Regions from separate parts of the Mus musculus genome. Here region 2 is linked to region 1. Evidence: chromatin contacts called from public HiChIP or PLAC-seq data. All regions are on one chromosome and are shown on one strand. The core of a region is the stretch at or near the end of the contact, and the rest is flanking DNA. Distances in the headings are between cores, read along the strand shown.

Region 1 (7,169 bases), core at 1,345-3,844:
AAAAACAAAAAAACTAGCGAGCAACAACAAAAAGTCCTTCCCTGACAGTTATGTGTACTATGACACACGAGGTAGGATCTCAAGAACCTTCTTGCAGAAGCTCTTCTGTCTGTGTGCATGAAGAATCACCTGTGGAAACCCCTTACTACTTCTGGTAGAAGAATATTGACCATTACATTTCCTGCGGCCGATTCACCCAATCAACAGGAGTTGGTTAGAAAGTCTTATTTAAATTTTCCATTTAAATTTTAGAACGTTAAGTGCTTGACATACAAGTGCCAAGGCATCCTCCATCTCCTAAATTAAGGAATATCTTCAACAGAATGTAGAGATAACCATACTACGTTATTGAGAGACATATCAACTATCCACTCCTTGCTTTGATTTCTTAAGAATTTTGAGGACATTTAGATAAATACTTAGAAAGTGAAAGTTTGAGTTTTCTTTTTATTTGAAAGGGAGAAGTCTGAGTCATTTTTCTGTTGCTATGAAGACATACCATGACCAAGGCAACTCTTATGATAAAAAGTGTTTTGGGGAACTTGTTTATGGTTTCAGAGGTTTAGTCAATTTATCACCACAGTGAGGAGGCAGACACTGGAGCAGTAGTTGAGAGTTACATTCTGATTTTTAGGCAGAGAGAGAGAGAGAGAGAGAGAGAGAGAGAGAAGAGAGAAAGAAGAGAAAGGGGAGGGAGAGGGAGGGAGAGGGAGATAGAGGGGGCAGAGAGAGGGGGCAGAGAGAGGGGGGCAGAAAGAGGGGGGCAGAGAGAGGGGGCAGAGAGAGGGGGAGAGAGAGGAGATGGAGAGAGAGGAGAGAGGAGAGAGAGAAAGAGAGAGAGAGGAGAGAGGGAGAGAGAGAGAGAGAGAGAGAGAGAGAGAGAGAGAGAGAGAGAGAATATGAAAACTGGACCTAACCTGAGCTTTTGAAACCTCAAAGTCTACCTGCAGTGACACACTTCCTCCTTCAAGGCCACACCTACTTCAACAAGACCACACCTACTCCAGCAAGGCCACACCTACTCCAACAAGGACACACCTTTTTGTAGATCTATCCATTGTGACAGGGCTCCACAACTCCGCACTTTGATTGGTTGTGGTTTCTCTGTAATAACCTCTAGCCGTTGCAAAGAGAAGTCCCATTAATGAGGGCTAAGACGTGCACTTTTCTGTGGGTATATGAATACATTTGAGTGTTAGAGATTAATCTAGTTTGGTAAAGGGGTGGTTGTAGTTTCTCCTCCAAGATCCATGACTTCACTAGTCCGGGGCAGCTGGCTAGTGTTCCAGCATCAGGCAAGATTCCCTCCTCTTGAGGGGGTCTTAAGTCTAATTACAGACCTGTTACCTCCAAAGTAAGGATGCTCCCCTAGGGTTATTGTGCCACACAGGTCACTGCTGTGGTCCATAGGCGCTGTAGTTGGATAAAATTGCTGGCTCTTTCTCTCCTGTGGAAGCTGGCATGGTGCCTTCTGGTGCCAAGAAGGCTAGCCCTTAGGAAGAACCATTCGGGTCAGTTCCAGTTTAGGGGCCTGTGCATGGTGTCTATAGCAAGACACCAAGAGGAGAGATTTACCTCCCACATCTGGAGGGCATCCAAGGAAAATAACAATAGTCCATAGAGTTTTGGGAATGCCTCAGATAATCCTGACCAACAACTCAAAAGAGGTCTTCTAAAGCCTGATGTGGGGGTTTCCTTAGGTGGAGGTGGTCTTTGGCTCTTGGAAAGAGCATTGTTAGCCCAGATGAAAAATATATACACATCTATATTTGTGTGTGTGTGTATATACATATATACACATATATATGTATATTGTTTATAGATTTATATTATAGAATTTTTTAGGCAGACAGTTAATAGTATGATCCGTTTATGAACTTTTCCAATATCCTTGCTGACATTTCATCCACCTCTCTCCTTTGTCTGTATTCTATCTCTATTTCCCCCTCTAATTCTTGTTACTGAATAATTTAGTGAGTTCGGAAATGAGGTCACCACGGCTCCCCGCCACTCGCTCCGTCTTGCTCTTCATTTAAGAACAAAATCAACAACTATGCTCTGCAAGTTTGTGGGTGCATTTAATTCAAACTTCTTTGCTTCAGATTCAAATCAATGCCAAGTATTTTGTAATCCCCTCTTCCTTCCATCCTCCTTCCCTCATTTCTAACCCCCTTATCTACAGTCAAGGAAAAAAAAAAGTTCATTTATAGGAGAAAGGAATCCACTGGAACCAAAGATGCCAGCTTGGGACCCTTTTCTCTGTGTGCCTGCTGGGGCGTCCCTGGAGTGTGGGAGCAGTTTCTGGGAGGTCCACAGGCTAGGTCAGCCAAGGGCCTTCTCTTTCCATTCATCCCCAACTTGACTCTGTATTCAGCTGAATATAGTTAAAGGATTTATTGCCGTCATTTTGCTCCTTAAATTAAGAGTCATTGTGGTGAGAACAAACCATAGCAATATGGCCCAACCACAAAGACAGAAATTACTTTGTAAGTTTCAAAGGATTTTCACCAAAGAACTGCTCTGTGCAGAGGGTGTTGGGGGAGACATCTGATGGAGACACGTTTTCTTCCGCCACTATAATAAGGTATGTGTACCCCTCCAGAGACGTGAGTCACATCTCCTGTGACAGGAAGCTGTGGATAGTTTCTGTGGGTTTGGGGGTGGGGGAGAGTTGTGTGTGTGTGTTAAATTTTCAACGCTGCCTGTTTCCTATGACTCGTGAGTGGCTCATCACCTGACTCATGTGCTCTTCTGGGAGGGGGTCTCCTAAATGTGGCTTTTAAATCTCAGTAATAAAGACACCCAGCTGTTCTGATTCCTAATAGGATGAGAGAACACACAGGAAATGGAGTCAGAGCTTTGAGTGAACATTTTCTGAGGTCATCTCTTCCTGGCTTTCTGCAGAATTATGCATAGACTGCTCTAGGCTTCAACACTTTTTTCTTTTTTTAAAGACCTTATTTTAAATGTTCCCCTCTTGGCCTCAGTAGATTAATAGATTCCAGTCAATCCTTTGGTTTTGTTGTTGTTTTCCAGGCTAAAGCCACACTTTGCTGAAGCTGACCCTCTGTGGGATGTGTACCCTGAGCCCCACTGACCCAGTCAGCAGGGAACTTGGCAAGTTCAGCGTAGATGAAGCTCAGGCTATAAGATTTGTAGGAGATGATGCAGGCTAAGATGGGAAGGGAAGCCAAGAACTAGATGTGCCTCTGTGCCAACCTGAGACCCAGTCTTTGCTTTTGCTTGGCTGACTCTTTCATTTTAATATTCAAAGTGTGGTCCCCATTTTGATTTAACATCCAGATCTCTCTGTTTCCTTGAGGCATGTTCATGCCCTCTCAGTTTGGGATGATTCTCACCCGCTTCTACCCCCAGCATTACAGTCTTGCACTATCTATCCCCCCCCCCCCACCCCAGCTATACAGCCTTGCACGATCTACCCACCAGCTATACAGCCTTGCACGATCTACCCCCAGCTGTACAGCCTTGCACGATCTACCCCCAGCACCTCTCTGGCTTTTCCTTCTGCTCTCTGCTCCAGCCACATGCTCCCTTGACTATGCCTGAAATGCACTCAAGGCCTCTACCATGTTCCCTCTCTGTCACACGCCTCCTGCAGATACTCATTCGTTTCATTCTTTACCTTTTAAACCCCTTTCTCAAAGTCCCTTGACCAGCAGCTTACAGACTTTTAAAGTCCGAACTCCCTATCTCCCCTACATGGTTTTTCTACCCATCCCGCTGCTTTGCCAAGCTTATTGCATGTATTGCCTGCCCTGACTAGAATGCACGTTCCCTAGGGGAACAGCGTTTGTGTACCGCTTGGTGTCAAGATCTAGAATACACCTCTTCAGGGCATATCTCCCAGGATGAATAGATACGCAGATTGCATAAGGGTTTACAGAAGACAGAGAGTTTACTTCTTCAGTCTTGGTTACCTGACATGACAGTGTTCTGTCCCCTAAGATAGGAAACACAGGAGGAGGAGTCCATTAGGGACGAAAGTAGACATCTTAATGTTTTACATGCCTGTGAGAAAACAACGTGGAAAGCCCAGTCAGAAGTCAGTGTCTTGGTCTTAGTGGTCAGATGAGGTATGGAGTGGTTTCCAAATACCCAAGTCCACTTCATCAATTCCTTTCAAATGGACATTCCTGAACTGAATTAATACAAACAGGAGGACATAGAGCCCTTGGCTTCCCCATCCAGCATGCACCTGAGGGTGGGATAAGAGCTGTTGACTGTTTCTTGAGACTGCTAGGTTTTGAACTGTGTGACTCAGAGGTGGGCACTAACCACCTGGTAGTAGCTCCAATGGGTTGTCAACAAAGCTGGACTTGCCAGTCTTCTAGGACGGTAACTGTTTCCCGTTGTCTAAAGACTAACTTAAGGATACGTACATCCAAGGATACCTACATCCTGTACAAAGCAATTAGGACTGCAAAGTTTGGTTCTGCTGTTGATCTACTCAGTGTGGTAACCATTATAACTCTGTCAAATGACATCAGATTTTTTTTGTTTTAGATTTTTAAAATATTTCTTCTTCTTCTTCTTCTTCTTCTTCTTCTTCTTCTTCTTCTTCTTCTTCTTCTTCTTCTTCTTCTTCTTCTTTCTTCTTCTTCTTCTTCTTCTTCTTCTTCTTCTTCTTCTCCTCCTCCTCCTCCTCCTCCTCCTCCTCCTCCTCCTCCTCCTCCTCCTCCTCCTTCTTCTTCTTCTTCTTCTATATTTTTTAGATTCTAATCTTTTCTCTCCCTTCCTGAATCCTTGGGAAAGGATTCTTGAAAACGTAGAGAGAGAGAGACTAGAGAGATGGATCTGCTGGCATAGTGCCTGAGCGCCCTGAATTCAGTGCCCACATAAAAGCCAGATATGGTGCCCTGTGTCTATAATTCCAGGCTTGAGGGGTTGGAGACAGACAGATCCCTGAAGCTCGTTGGCCATCCATCCTGGCTGAAGCAATGAAGTTCAGTTTCAGTACAAGACCCTGCCTCAAAAAATGAAGAAGGGTGGTTAAGAAAAAACACAGGAGTGTTGAAGTTGGAACTTCACAGAATGCCACATTCATAACACCCCCCTCTCTCTACCTCTTCCTCTCCCTTTCCTCCCTCTCCCCATCCCCCTCTCCTTCTCTCTTCCTGTCTCTATCCTTCTCCCTCTCTCTTCTTCCTTCCCTTCCCATACCTCTCTCTCACACAACAACAACAGAAAGAATAAAAGGAGAATTTGTCTTGTGTGATATTGTCTGTGTTAGACAGAGTGTCTAGGTGTAAATAGGTGTCCAGTAAATTTCGTGCAGATTCATATTAATGTCTACTTCCTAGCTTCTGAACTGACTTCCGTAGCCTTGCTGTACCTGGGACTTAGATTCTCTTTCAACAATATCCTGAGTTACTTAGTCTTGATACACAAATGCGGTGTCAGCACCATGAAAGAGAAGGCCTTGTTACATCTCCTCCCACATCAAACTGTCCATCCATCACAACTTTAGATGAAGAAGATTCAAACTCATTCTAATATCAGAAGGCTGAGTATACATACCAATGAATAGAAACATGAACTTTTTTGTATTCTCGTGGAGAGTTTCCATATTCCACATTATAAATCCTGCTCACAGGATGATTTCTTCCATTAGAAAGTCTTACAAGTTTCTTGTTTTCCTGTTAAATGACAGCAAGTGAAGTAGATGCTGTCATTCATGTCTGGAATAAAAAGAGAAGTTATGAGCATAGATCTAGTGAGAAGGCTCTATAGTTAAAGGCACTTACTGCCAATCCTAGTGACCTGAGTTTGAACCCCAGGTCCCACATGGGGGAGAGAGCTGATTCTACAAGTTGTCATCTGACCTCCACATGCATAGTGTGCTCTCTCTCTCTACACACACACACACACACACACACACACACACACACACACACCTCGAAATGTAAACCAATATTTAAGGATTAAAATTAAGTACTTATAATTCTACAATTTCATAGGCTTTTATTATTATTTATAACAATGACAGCACTGATACTGTAACTATGTCAAGGGCACCATGAATCAAAGGGACTTCCCTTTGTCCTTTCTATCCAGGAAAAGAATGAGTGTTCAATGGGGAATATTAAGGCCAAGAATAAATGCATACTTAACCTGTCCATTATTTGTGGATGTGTTTGTTTGTTTGTTTTCTAGAATCTACATCAAGGACATAGTAAGCTTTAAAAAATAAAAAATATTCCCAGGTGTCCTGGTGTATACCTTTGCTCATAGCAGTTCAGGGGCAGAGGCAGGTAGATCTCTGTGTCTTTAAGGCCAGCTTGGTTACATAGTAAAACCCTCTTTTTACTATGGAGGAGGAGGAGGAAGAGGAAGAAGAGGAGGAAGAGGAGCAGCAAATAACAACAAATAAATAAAGAGCCAGCAGTATTAAGAGCATTTTCTAAAGAATCCTTCTCATGGGCCTAGCAAGGAAGATTATTTATGGACGTGAAAATGCTCTTACAACATAGATTGTTCCGTGAAGCTAGTGCTCACAGAGGGCATGTAGGTTCCTGGATGACATCTTTTCAACTGAAGGCCTGCTGCCTGGTTAACCTGTTAAATTCAGCAGCAATAAATGCACATAATTAATCGCCACGAAGACATAAGACAGCAGGGAACCAAGGAGTACAATAAAATATTTTTTAAATAATTTAATAAAAGCGAGTTCCTCGAAACCAATAAATGTCAAAGATCAAACAGCTTGGAACGGAGACAATATATCCAGCTACGATTTTTATTTAGATAAGCAAGATTAGAAGAATTCAGAATAGCTAAGTGGCTCCTCTGAAGTCGGGTGGTTGCCCTTCCATATATAGTACTTTAATTACTCTCCCTTCCTTAGCCCATTCATCCGTTTTAGAGTCCTCAGATGCCCAGAGCACTCAAACCTTCAGTAACTTACTGGAGGTGGCAACCCCTGTAAAGCCTGCTTCCAATAAGAAGCTGGTCACGCTTCAGGATTTATGGGTAGTGGGGAGGAGGTCGCGAGGCTTCAGACATGGCTGGAAAATCCTTGTAGGTGAAACCCATATTTCTTGAGTGTAGTTCTACATTCACGTCTGAGACCTCAATAGTAAGTGCAGAGCCATTTCTTGGCCCAAAGATGAATTACAGGTTTCCGAATGGTCCAGCTTGTATATTCACAC
Region 2 (7,169 bases), core at 1,676-4,175, 78 kb before region 1:
AGGAGGTACTATCTGCTTTGCTAGGGAGCTGCGAAGTTGAGTTCAGTGGAGTAGCCCCACCCTCCCACTCTCTCATCCAGAAGAGACGAAGAGACTGTTACTGCCCAAGTGTTAGCTACTTCTGCCGTCTGTCGAAACGAGGGCTTTTGGACGAGATTACATCAGTTTTATAAAATAAATAAGCTACTGTTTTGCACATTTGAAGTGTAAGGTGTGAATCTTGGCCCTGTAACTTCTGCGGCTTTAGCTGCCTCTTTCAGCTGGAGGGGGGCGGGAGCTCAGCTTACTCTGGGCTCTGCCACTGATTTGGTGTGCGATATCGGTCAAGACGCTTACATTTTCTAGGGTTAACTGTCACTGACTCTGAAAGAAGAGGGTGCACCGGGTCAGATCGTTTCATTTGCTTTTGTTTCTGTTGGCTACAAAGGTTTTTTTTTTTTTTTTTTTTTTTTGCTAAAAATCTTACTTAGGCGATATATAGTAATAGATACAGTTAGAGTTTCACTGGCAAGGGGGTGGGGGTGGGGCGGCGGGAGGATCCCAGGCCACATTCATGCCGGCAGGGAGCTCTGAGGTTCCCCTGTGAGCCAAGTCACCTTCACTGAGATGAGATGAGATGAACTGTTCTCATTCACTTTGAAGATCAGTGAAGACTGCGGCTTCTCTAGTCCTTTTTACCCTGTTGCTTGCTTTATTTATTTATTTATTTATAAATATAAATGTGAAGAGGAATAAATGCCATGGCATGTGTGGAGGTCAAAAGGTTGAGAGTATTTATCTATGAAAAAACAAAACAACAAAGTCCACCCCCTTACCCCTTCGGTAACCATGAATTCAAAATAGAAACAGTCACTATAGTCTAATCAGTATGGTGGAGTCATATCCTGGGCCAAACAACAGCCATCTACCAGGTGACCCACAAGACACTTCTTAACCTTGCCAACACCCCAGGAGGTGGCTGTGATCCTGATGTGACAGAGGAGGGTACTGTAGCTCACTAACTTGCTCCAGTAAGATAACTACTACAAAGAGGAGTGGGTGTTTAAGAAGACATTGACTGTCATTAGGAGGAGAAAAACAAGTTCAATTCTGTAATCAGTTAACAAAAGCGGTGCAGAGGCCTCAGCCCACAGAACCCACCATCCAGGGATTCTTTGCATGGGAAATGGACAAGGAAAATGTTGGAAGAGACAAAAAAAAAAAAAAAAGTTCAGAATTTTAGAATTTTAAATGTACATTAAAACTCCTTGCAGCAGTGGAGACAGCCTGTGGGTATTCCAGGGAGGGTTACCAAAAACGCAGGCTCTGTCCCCTCCGCCCCTTGGACTTATATTTTAAGAAGTTCAGCCATTCCAGTCCATGCAGAAAAATACTCTCAAAGGAATATTTACAATGTGGATCTTATATTAAACATTTGGTTTTATATACTTAAATATTTATAAAGACATATGTGGAATAAATTTCAGCCTACAAACCGAAGTGAGCAAAACATATCAATTTCCCCTACTTCTTTAAATCAATGTAATTTTGTGACTCTCAGCCTTCATCCTTTTTTCAAAGATGGCAAAAATATTTACCTCCTGCTTGCGGACTCTCTCTTTCCCAGAATGTAGAATGTTTAATTGTAATGAAAACAGACAACTGGGAGGGGGGCTGTGCTCTTCAGTCTCTGGGTACACTGGGAAGCCCGTAGTTCTGCCCTGAATACTGGTGGTACCGTCTGAGGTTGGGGAACCTTTCAGAGAATATTTGCTAGGCACATCAACAATTTATCTCTTCTGAGGAGGGCCTGCTGTCTGAACACAGTCCTTGTGGCACCTCACACTAGCCTTCCTGCTCAGAAAAAAAAACAAAAACAAAAACAAAAAAACCCTTGACTTGCCTTAATGCTCTGTCTTGGCTGTTTTGAAATTCCAAACAAAAGACTCCATTTTGCCTCTGCCCTTGTAAACTGCCTCTGCCTGCAGTCTCCACCTCTGCCACCTCTCCTCCCTTCTTCAAGGGTCTTTGGTTCTCTGTTTCCATCTTATCAGGGAGAGGAGCCACTCTCTCCCACTGTCTATGCTCTAATGACTTTACTTGCCCGCCCTGGAGAATGGGCGTTTATCTCCTGAGTCAGGTCAAGAAGGGCAGCAGATGACGTCCGGGATGGGGACGTTGTGGTCTTCCGTTTTGCAGAGGTCTTGTCTTTGTTAGCTAACTTTGTTAACTCTGAGATTGGTTTCTGACGGTTTCGCCCGCTTGAAAGGAGATGCTGGGATTCGAATTCCAGCACCAATTGCTGCTACACCCAGAAAAAAAAAACAAGGTGAGAGCCAGAAAACACAGGTTGAGAGGGTGGTAGCAACAGTACACACCTTTAAGCCCAGCACTTGGGAGTCAGAAACAGGTGGATCTCGGTGAGTTGGAGGCCAGTCTCCAGAGTGAGTTTCAGGACAGCCAAGGCTACACAGAGAAACCCTGTCTTGAAAAAAGACAACAACAATTACAAAAAAACAAACTAACAAAAAACAAAAAGCAAAACAAACAAAAACAGACAACAAACAAAAAGCCAGACCAGACCAAACCAAACCACCCCCTTCTCCTACATAAAGCAACCGAACAGTAGAGACCTCAGTTGGATGTGACAGTAGACAGTCTCATACAGATCTCAGTTCAACCTGGGACACTTTAAACTGAAAAGAGATTCTGCTCCCAATACAGCAGTAAAATGTGAACTGGGGCCATTACAGGGTGGGGACAGATGCAAATGTAGGAGGGAGGGAGGACTTGAACCTATGTGGCCCCTACTGTTCTCACATTCATTAGGAGACTAGGTCAGCCTTCTTGACCATGAAACCTTTCCGCTGCGGTCTTGTTGATTTCGTTGGGGAAAGAACAGGCGGCAGGCTGGGCGGGCTGGGTTCGCGAGAAGGGAACCGCATTCGTGAGAGGTCCTGAATGCGCATTCCGCAGTTGCAATTGGCCAGCGCTCCAGGCATGAATGGGGAGAGTTTCATCTTCACGATTTACTGAAAACAGACGGTGAAGTTCGAGAAGCAAATGTGAAACGCTCATTCCGAAAGCCTTTTTATATACATGTTAAATCAGTGTGTGGGAAAGAGACCACAGAGATTGTTTAAACATTCGTACTGATGACACTCCGGCTCTAAAATATGCAGTTCCTTGTAGTTATAGGCAGAATTAATCACATATGGAGGAAGTCATCTTTTGAAACCGGATTAAAAGGAAATAGTTCATAACTCAGTGATATCAACATGCACGCCCCTCCCCCGCCCCCCGCCCAGGCCTGGGACACTCCTCTGCCTCCTTATCTCCCACTGTCTGAAGATGTTATTTTCTCACTTGGGGTGCCATGATCCAGCTATGTGACTCTGCAGAGAGAATCTGGATGTGGAGCCAGAATGGAAGAGATATCATTTAAGCCTGACTCAAGACCAGAATAATTAGGAGTCTCTTCCTGACCCTCGATTCTGCAGTTCAGCTGAGGTCTCTAGTCCTACTGTTAATAGGAAACATAGGAAGACAGGTCATCTCTACCCTTGAACTTCATCAGGAGAAGGCAGCAAGACATTTGGCTTAAAGAGTCTTCCCTCACCACTAGCATCCATCTTTAACTACATTACCCCAAGTGCTTGACAGGGACTTTTGTCAACCACAGGCAGTTAGGCAGCTTGGGAAAGAACCCTTATCTATGGCGCTCACTGGGGAAACCTATGGCAGTCACCTAAAGACAGTCTAAGTACTGGTCCAAGTCTCTCTCTCACTCACTCACTCCCCCTAAGACATCATGTGCTGTACAAAGTACTGGTAGGTGAACCCCATGTGTATCACCCACGGAAGTCATCTGGTTTTAAGGGAGCTGCTGTTTTTAAAAAGAGCAGTCCCACTAATACCCCCCCTCTCTCACCCCTCTCTTTTCCTTTCTTCCTTTCCTCTACCTCCTCCTCTTCTCCTCTTCTTCTTCTTCAAGATACACTGAGTTGAGAATATCCACGTTCATTTTGAAGTTCCTTCCCTTAAATGAGAGATTGTGTGTGTGGATGGGGGTGTGGGGTGTGTCTGGACTGAGACATGAGGCAATTCCGAAAATATGAATGAAAGAATATAAATATTTCTCCGGCCTCTGTAGTCTTCATTAAAGCACACCAGAGGAAGAGCCGGGCTGCCCTTCTATATTTAATTTGGACTCCAACCTCTTCAGCAGCATGATTAATTTTAGCTTATCATATGGAATGTCTGCCTACCTATAAATAAGTCTATTCATCTTTAGGAGGGCATAAATATGCCTCCTGTTTTACAGCCCCCCAAAAAAACCAAAACCCCAAAAAACAAAACCCTTTCATATCATTGTAATGAGATCTTTTTCCAGGACAATAGCTCAGCTCAGCCTCGGTTCCATTGTGCTTTCTTAACTTCCTGTTTGAAAAGTGTGTAAGTGAAAGTGTGTCTCCCCGGATGATTGTGAGCAGTGTTAGGTGATGGGATGTGAACCATGGATGAGAAAGGAGGACCTGGGCAGATCTCAAAGGAATAACTACAGAGAAATGGAGAAGAAGAACAGGGAGGAGGAAGAGATGGAGAAGGGAGAGGTGGAGGAGGAACAGGAGAAAGCAGAGGAAAGCAAGAGGGTTGGTAGTGTAAATCTAAGGTAGAAATGAAGGTGTTTAATTTTTAAGCTGTTCTCTCTGCTGTCCCCTAAAATGCTGGGAATGCTACCCACTGTCCTTGTTCATTAGCAAGCAGACTCTGCATTTCCTCATATCCCAGCGTTCCCTGGGCTCAGGTAAAGTCTATATGTCTGTCTACACAGAAAACGAATTTGCCTACACAAAACACCAAAGGGGATCGTGTTGTCAGTCGCCTTGAGGCAGACGATATTAAAAATCACTTTCAGGGGACTTGGCAGTGTGGCTCAATGGTAGAGAACTTGCCTGGCTTGCCAATGTGCTGGGTTTAATTCTAGCTCCACACTCTCCTCCCCCCCAAAATAAAAAAAAAATTGAATTATCCATCACAATTTTAACACATACCTCAAGTAGGCTTTATTGATAAAAGCAATCTATTAGGTACGAGATGATACATTTCTTGAAAATCATATTGCTGTAGGAAAATGTACCTCTTATTTCTAGGGCTATAACCCACTCCTTGAACTCAGACCTTTAAATGAAAGCTCACATATGGGACTCGTGCATAGGAAACACAGGGCCAGTTTTCCCTCCCTAGCTCAGTCCCTATTTAAAAAAAAAAAAAAGATGTGACTTCTAGAAGACAAAGGACTTGCCTTTCTCCTGACAAAGCTCTTCCCACTGGTGAATAGTAAGCAAAAGCAGTGTCCCCAGGAACGTCATGTGTCTGAGCTCCCAAGGGCAGGAAGCTTTAGTTTACCAGGTGTCTCTGACCAGTTCCAGGTCATTTTTTTCAGAAGCCCCTGCTTAGTCATGCTTCCCAATGCCCTGGAAGCACAGCCAAGCAAACAGAAGGCACTGAGGCTATCTTCCCGAGCATGGCTGCTCTCTGTGATATATAAACACATATTCACAGAGCAGGCAGGACTCATGAAAGATGCTGAGATATCAGTGAGCGACCCCACAGTCATTTCTACCACCAGTCAAATGGTCACGAAGATCCCGGGGATTAAATATAGAAGACAGGGCTAAGGAGCAAAGAATCACTCAATTGACAAATGGCTGCCACCTTTCACCCAGTTGCTTCTACTTGTAGGATCTAGGCTCCAAACACTCACACAGAAGTGCTGGCAGTACACATTGCCATGGTCTAACCCAGGACTGGGAAGTAAGAGGATAGAGGCTTTCTGGATAATTTGATCCAATGAACAACCCCCCTCACTGCGTAGTAACATCAACGTTCATTCTTGCAATCCAGGCCTTAGAACCAAGTTACATGGGAGACCATGTTTGTACAATGTCCTTCAAAGAATCTAGTAACTAAACTCCACTGGACGGGAGCCAAGACAAGCCTTTTTAATGCCAAATTCCACTACAGTGGGTCATGTTATTGGATGGCTCCAGTGAATTTGGGACAGGAAAAAAGGGCCCTGTTTCCTTTAATACTTTGTTATGTTTTCTTTCTTTCTTTCTTTTTTTTTTTTTTTTTTTTGGACTGAATTATCCAGATAATTGCTTCACTTTTCAGCTGAGCTTGTACTTGAAGGAGCACAGAAGATGACCCACTGAATTGGTTTTTTGTCTTTTGCTGTAATTGGGTTATCTGCAAATCTTAGAAATAAGTGTTATAAAACATAACCTTTATATGTTTCAAAACTCTTTTATGAACTTACACATCTGGGTTTGTTTGTTTGTTTGTTTCCTTTTTTGTGAGTCATTCAGAAAAGATTTACTGAACCAAACTAAAGATTTGTGTCATGATATTTGTTTAGGGTGCTCTAATGAGCTGAAAAACCTTGCAAGTGTTAGGAAAAACACAGGGAAAGGAGCAGAAAGAAAAAACAACAATTTCTTCTGAAATGCTGGTTCCTTAAAGACAAAAAGTCACCACTTTTAAACAAGTGCATTTGAAGCCAATATAAGGCCTGTAGTTGGGAATGGATCACAAGAGATCCCTTGCAACCTCTGTTACCTATTCCATTATTAGAACTATTTGGAAAGTTCTAAAATACCACTAAATAGTGCTCCATGATAAAGTGGCGATTTTATCCACGCAGCCTCTCATGTCTACTTGCTCTATATCGATTTCCAAATCTCACTTGTGGGGTATGTGTGTGTGTGTGAGAGAGAGAGAGAGACAGAGACACAGAGAGAGACACAGACAGACAGAGATTGTGTGTCTGAGAGAGAAAAAGATAGAGATTGTGTATGTGTGTGTGAGAGAGAGAGAGAGAGAGAGAGAAAGATTGTGTATGAGAAACAGAGATAGAGAGATGTGTGTGTGTGAGAGAGAGATAGGAAGAGAGAGAGAGATTGTGTGTATGGGGGAGGGAGAGAGAATGTGTGTGTGTGTGTGTGTGTGTGTGTGTGTGTGTGTGTGTGTGTGTGTTTAGACAGGGTTTCTCTGTGTAGCCCTGGCTATCCTGAAATTTGCTCTGTAGATGAGACTGGCCTTAAACTCAAAAATCAGCCTGCCTCCTAAGTGCTGAGATTAGAGGTGTGTACTACCACTGCCAGGCTCATTCCCAAATCTTAGCAGTT

The links. HiChIP or PLAC-seq counts read pairs in DNA pulled down with a chosen protein or histone mark.
Region 2: an H3K4me3 HiChIP or PLAC-seq map of bone marrow-derived macrophages shows a contact between it and region 1, with 5 times the contacts expected there. The contact joins two enhancer-like sites. A contact is called at or near these places in 10 of 39 promoter capture datasets (the 3T3-L1 cell line, 3T3-L1-derived adipocytes, the HPC-7 cell line and 7 more), 1 of 15 datasets of contacts at CTCF or cohesin (the NIH/3T3 cell line), 15 of 484 Hi-C or Micro-C datasets (the HPC-5 cell line, the HPC-7 cell line, LSK cells and 6 more) and 8 of 115 datasets of contacts at active chromatin or transcription factors (CD8 T cells, DN3 thymocytes, the HPC-7 cell line and 5 more).

Annotation. Positions count from the first base shown.
Region 1 is chr10:120,612,291-120,619,459 of GRCm38.p6, reverse strand. No RefSeq gene overlaps it. Among named protein-coding and RNA genes, the nearest start is that of 4930471E19Rik, 20 kb to the left of the region's middle. Within about 2 kb of position 2,594, at least 112 of the 459 cell types and tissues checked have an H3K27ac peak or open chromatin away from gene starts, as enhancers often do. A contact at or near this core is called in the NIH/3T3 cell line, bone marrow-derived macrophages and embryonic fibroblasts, where this site is marked.
Region 2 is chr10:120,690,442-120,697,610 of GRCm38.p6, reverse strand. It overlaps Gm35062 (a long non-coding RNA gene), which reads right to left. Exons shown (of 3, transcript XR_872122.1): 2 at 2,800-3,011; 3 at 2,432-2,460. Among named protein-coding and RNA genes, the nearest start is that of Gm35062, 5.6 kb to the right of the region's middle. Within about 2 kb of position 2,925, at least 25 of the 459 cell types and tissues checked have an H3K27ac peak or open chromatin away from gene starts, as enhancers often do. A contact at or near this core is called in the NIH/3T3 cell line, bone marrow-derived macrophages and embryonic fibroblasts, where this site is marked.